Linked DNA regions of Anas platyrhynchos: region 2 is linked to region 1. Evidence: chromatin contacts called from public Hi-C data. All regions are on one chromosome and are shown on one strand. Each heading gives the region's core, a stretch centred on a gene start, on an enhancer-like site or on the middle of the called end of the contact. The rest is flanking DNA. Distances are from core to core; before and after follow the strand shown. Region 1 holds the start of PALMD (palmdelphin). Region 2 overlaps PALMD (palmdelphin).

Region 1 (2,810 bases), core at 273-2,772:
TGATCTTGAGGTCTCTTCCAACCTAGAAGTTCTGTGAATTCTGTGAAATTAAATAATTCTTACATAAAGCTGATATCTTAATTATACTTAATTCTGGAAATAACTACTTAATCCTTTTCTTAAAGATGTTTCAACATCTTCCTATGGCAACAGGTTGTACAGTTTAATTAGACAGCAAGTGTAGAAGTCTTATAAGATAATGCTAACATCAGTTTCTTTAGCAAATATTGCTGTGTAAGTGTAATTAAAACTAATTTGGGGTTTGACAAAGTACACTGGTAATTAACACTTTGTTTATCAGCTTTGATTTTCTTTCTCATCCTTGCATCTGTTCACCTAGTGTGCTTGGATCTCTTTGTGTAATAATTTCAGTTTTTGTTATGCTGTGTGTGTGGTGTGTTGATTGGTAACAGAACTGAGATTCTACAGGTCTAAGTAGATATAATCCATCATAATCTACAGAGGAACATTCATTAAATTTGTACGTAAACATATTAGGGGAAAAAAACACACATAAACTGTGTGTATTATTTAAATGAAATAATAAACACTAACAGCTATAGTTAAATTAACAACACAGAAAAACACACATGGGAGAAATTAGTTAATTTCTAAACCAGTTTATAATGTATCTGCTTATTTCTATAAAACATATAAATATCTCTAGCACAACTATTAATATTATTTGCCTTCCGCAAAATAGGCAAAAATAACTAAGCATAATTTTCTTCCCTGAGAGACCACACTGTTTCTTCTCTATTTAAGATCACACTCTAATAAAGTTTAATGTCAGACAGAAGCAGGTTTAGAACAGCTGTATGAAATTTAACTCCATTTCAACATTCCCTTGTCCTTTCTTTGTCACCTCTCTTTCCATCCTCTCTCTCCTTGTCTCCCAAAACTGGTTACAGTCATGGTCACACACCCATTTTAAAATTTTAGTTCAGTTCTAACTCTGAAATAAATGTTCATCTATTATGAACTAGCACAAATACATTGAAAGTATTTTAGATAAATCTAAAGTCCTCTGTCCTGTCCTCACACATCTGAAGGTATAAGAACTCAAAATCCAAACTCACACCATAATTGTTGATGTATGAACTAGGAATTAGATTTTTTTAGTAAGAAAGAGAAAAGCAGAATAAAAAGAAGAATCAAAACACTAGGGAAGGGCAGATTTTGATAGTCGTATTTCCTAAGAGCAGTATACAGCCTCAATATGTTTTAAGAAGTTGGGACCTTACCTTTTGTGTCTTTGATGTTCGGAAACAGAAGCATCAGCTTGCATCTTGATGTCACATTTATCGCTACCACGTTACAAACAACAAAATGGTAGAAGACTGAAAGAACTACAGGCTGGGGTGATAAATCCGTTTGATGCTGTCTTCCTGTGTTTTATTTATGCACACTTCCAGGTGAAGTATGACCTTCTTCTGTGGAATTAAGAAAAGCAGATGGAAAAATATATTTTAGAAATCCCTGTGCTGGGTCTAAGAAATACTTGCTGAAGATATTTCCTCTAACAAGTCAGTTTATTATCTAAGAGACCTTGTTGAGTTCCTTGCCCGTTATAGTCTAGTAAATATTTAACTCACTATATGAGACTTGGGTATGCATGATTTGTAAGTGGGTGTAGCTCTTACTTTGGCATTTATTATGGCCCTTTGTTCTAGACAAATCCTAGCTAAATTAGTGGGTGAGGTAAAGATGATGATGACTTACTGTAGTTGCTGGACTGATAAAATTGCTAGGCAGATGATAAAGGTTGCTTTGAACATAAATGATAAACTTTTATATCATAAATTATTTAAAAATGTAATAAACATGTTGAAAGTCTGCAGGAAAAATCACAGCAAATCCATTCTAATATTGAACTTCCGTGATCAAGAACGCTAAATTTTCTTGCAGATAGGATGAATATGCTACACTGGATGTGGAAACAATATATGTTTCGTTTCATGCGAAGTTGCTCTAAAGACATATTAAAGATAAGTTTCTTAGACTGGAAAATCAGGAGAAGCTGCTTCTCTAAACAGATATGTCAGAAACAAAGAGATAAGGAAGCAGGCTGCTTGGGAACTGCTCAGAAAGGAGAGCGGCCTCTGCTACCTGCAGTAGAAGTTTCAGGGGCAGCAAGTCTGCAGTGTAAAGTTCTGAACTCCAGAGAAAGACAGGGTCTTTTTAATTTTTTCCATATTCTTCTTAATTTGTGTTCCCATCATTTAGATAAGTAAACTTAGATGACATGGAAAATATAATGTTGTAGCTGTTCTTTCTACATTTGGTTAAGGTAAACTTATGAAAATCTGATGTTTCTCATGTATATATTGCTCCAGTTATTTGTCTTCAGGAGATGATAATAAAAAAAAGTTAAAGACTAGTGAGGAAATAATTTTAAAGGAGACTAAAAAATACATATATATTCACAGAACCTTGCATATCAACTGCTGTATGCAAGATTAGCATCTTTAGGTTGCACGGGAACCCCAGTGCTATTTTCAGAGCGCATCCTTTAGGAAGGCTTGTTCACGTTACAGCCTTCCCAGACTGCCTGTGGTGCATCTGGCTGTAGCGTGGCTTTTATCTGGGTAAAATCGCTTTCGAGTGTCTCGCTTCCGAGGTCTGGTGAGGTGAAGTCTCCCTCTCGCGGGCTGCCGCCGGCATTGCGGCCTTGGTGGCGGGGCCCCTGCCCCGGGGGGCGCCTTGCGGGCAGCCGGCTGGGCTGCTGAACGCCCCCGCGGCAGCTTGTAGGGCAAGCTGAGCCCTAATTCGCTGCAAACTTTGTGCTTCTTGCTTGGACAGAAGCAGTA
Region 2 (2,700 bases), core at 38-2,537, 49 kb before region 1:
GTGAGGTTATGGGTGGGAGTCATACATGGTCTGGGGAACTGAGCAAGGTCTTTTGGTGGCTATACTGTCATATGTGATGTAGAAGGGTGGGTAGACTGGGGTGCTCAAGAAGGCGGCTAAACATGTAAGTGCTGAATCTGCTGTTTTTGGATTGTTTTGCTGTTACTTAAAAAGGAATGCTTTAAATTTTGGCTTTAAATATGAAGCTTGGAAACCAGCTTTTATATTTACACTTCTTCCTGCTACTCTCTCTTATGCTTAGCTTTTAAAATAACTATTTTTTTTTTTTTTTTTTTTTAATGAATGAAACATTTTCAATCAAAAGTCAAAGCACGTGTACTTAAAACTGAAAGGATATGCTGTGAAGTTCCTGGAGAGGGATGTTTATCTGCTCTGTGTATATGGCAACAACGTATTCCTGATCGTGCATACCTGTCCCCACATCTTCACACTTGGATATACACTGCACTTATGGTCTTGGGTAACTTTACACTACCTTCAAAATACAAGCTTTGATTTGTGTGTGGCAGCTGGCCGAATCTAAAAGTCTGTTAGAGTCCATTGGGTTATGCAATGGGCAAAATAACCCAGATGCATAAAATAGAAGAACAAAGCATTAAGCATTAAGATCCAAAAGGCATGTTGAAGAAAATCTTCGTAGCTTTATTCTGCTTTGAGTAATGAAATTTACTTCCATCTTATAGCTGTTAAATCACCTTTTTCCCCAGCTTTGCCATTCTCATCCTTAGAGCTGAAAAAAAGAAAACAAAACCATTGTACTTTAAGTCTTTCTATTTCTGATGTTAAATGTTTGTATTTAGAATAATGAAGAATACACGTACCTCCAATGGTTAATCCAGCAGAATAAGCATTGTTTTAGTGTTACAGAAAGAAATTAGTAGAAGGCATTAGTTCTAGTAATTTGGCAATAAAGTGAATAATAAGAAATGTACTCCATTATCGCTATTTGAAAATTAGCACAGCTCTCTTATCTGTTTTGTTTCTGTTACCTTCGCTAACACATTACAGACAGATGGTATTGTCCTTGACTAGAAGCTGACAGATTAAAAGGATGCATGAATAATGAAACCTGTTGTTTAAACTAAACTCCTCAGTGGGCACTGTAACTGTTTGGAAGCCTTTTCCTTTTGTTGATGTTCAAAGCAAACTTCTCTCTTCCTGGTGCAGTGAGTCAGGGTGGGAGTTAGTCATATTCCTGAATTAAATGTGACGGAGTAATTCATCTGTATAAACATCAGCATGGATATAGTCTGTAACTGGGTATAAGGTAGGTTCATTTGAAAGTGACAATGCAGGGCAGATGATTAAATGTTAAGGTTATTTTTAGAATAGCAATATAATGCTTTTGTTTGATATGTAAGAGCCTCCCCTCACTAAGCTCTTGATCTGAGAATGCAGTGGGAATAATCTCCAGCCCTCTGACCTGTTAGTTTGAAGACTCACCCAAAATAGCATTTCTTCCCTCCAACATGCATGTTCTGTACTGGGAGACAGGGGGCCAAAGCAGCTGTTTACTTGATATATGCAGGTCAAACAAATGTCCAGTTCAAGTCATGTTTTGAAGATTGTTGCAAATCATAGAAGTATCTGAGTATAACCTTATTATGGGACCACTGATGTTAAGCTTAACTCTTACAAGGACTGTACTGTTTGCAGACCAAGGCATTCTGGTGGATGCAAATCCTGGTTGTGGTTTGAGAGCAATTACTCTGTCATAATCAATAGTCCAGGGATGTGATTTTGTCTTTCACTCTACATTACAGAAACATGTGGCATGTATGTGTTTTCCTTTTCTATTAAATAAACAGTTTTGTTGTACAATACTTTCTTCAGCACAAATTGGGCAAATATTGTTTTCCATTGTTGTGTATCTTCCATTGGTAAAGAAAAAGTCAGCTCATCTAGATGAGCTACCTGCCAAAAGTTGCACTTTCACTTGCCATGATAGTCTATTCTATGCTGTCAATGAGGTTTTTCTGCCTATTCAGATTGTTTTTCCTTTCTTCGTTCATTCCATTATGTCTAGCCTTTGTTATGCGTCCAAGGACTTTATTTTCCCTAGTGAGTATCGAACCTTCAAAATATTTTCATGATTGAAATTTAAAGAAGAAAATAAGCTTAATAACCCTGAATGCTAGGGTGCTAATTACAGCATGGCCATCCCTCTCCTTCTGTATTTCTGAAGGTGTGTGCCATGAGATATTGGTCTCCCACCAGGCTCATAGGGAAATAAAAATTACTCCAGTATGGAAAGAGGTATGTCCTGTGCTTCTGTCAAATTAGGGCTATGCTGAAGTCTCCTAATTTAATCCCATGTTTCTCCATATTGGTTGGGATATGGAACACTTCCTCTGCATCTAAATTGTCTTTATCATCCCTTACTTTTCAGTAACTTGCTCTGGAGTTTCATTTTGCTCTCAAAGCAAGACTGTAACATAATGGACCTCCTTCCTGGTCTGTCTTGTGCTTTCTTCCATTCTGTTCTTTCAAAGAGCCCTCAGTGTCTATTTAATGTTCAAATACTGCCATTGCTTCCCAAGTCTTAGTTTCAGAGAGGATTATTTTTCTTATACGGTTTGTTGCTTTAGTAATGAATGTTGAGATACCAAAATAATTTTCTACTCCCCTCTTTTCACCAGTGGTGTTTATGGTTAACCTGGCAGGCTGAGGCTTGAAAAG

Evidence for each region. A called contact is a pair of places that touch in the nucleus more often than the background predicts.
Region 2: a Hi-C map of F1 follicle shows a contact between it and region 1, with 3 times the contacts expected there. The contact joins the enhancer-like site here to the promoter of PALMD in region 1. A contact is called at or near these places in 5 of 8 Hi-C or Micro-C datasets (F1 follicle, liver, skeletal muscle and 1 more).

Annotation. Positions count from the first base shown.
Region 1 is chr8:10,374,560-10,377,369 of IASCAAS_PekinDuck_T2T, reverse strand. It overlaps PALMD (palmdelphin), which reads right to left and starts at 1,522. Exons shown (of 9, transcript XM_005018733.6): 1 at 1,245-1,522. The coding sequence starts at 1,288. The region is part of intron 2 of PLPPR5 (phospholipid phosphatase related 5); the gene reads left to right.
Region 2 is chr8:10,423,363-10,426,062 of IASCAAS_PekinDuck_T2T, reverse strand. PALMD (palmdelphin) reads right to left here. Exons shown (of 9, transcript XM_005018733.6): 9 at 1-751. The coding sequence ends at 708. Among named protein-coding and RNA genes, the nearest start is that of PLPPR5, 31 kb to the right of the region's middle. Within about 2 kb of position 1,287, at least 1 of the 8 cell types and tissues checked has an H3K27ac peak or open chromatin away from gene starts, as enhancers often do.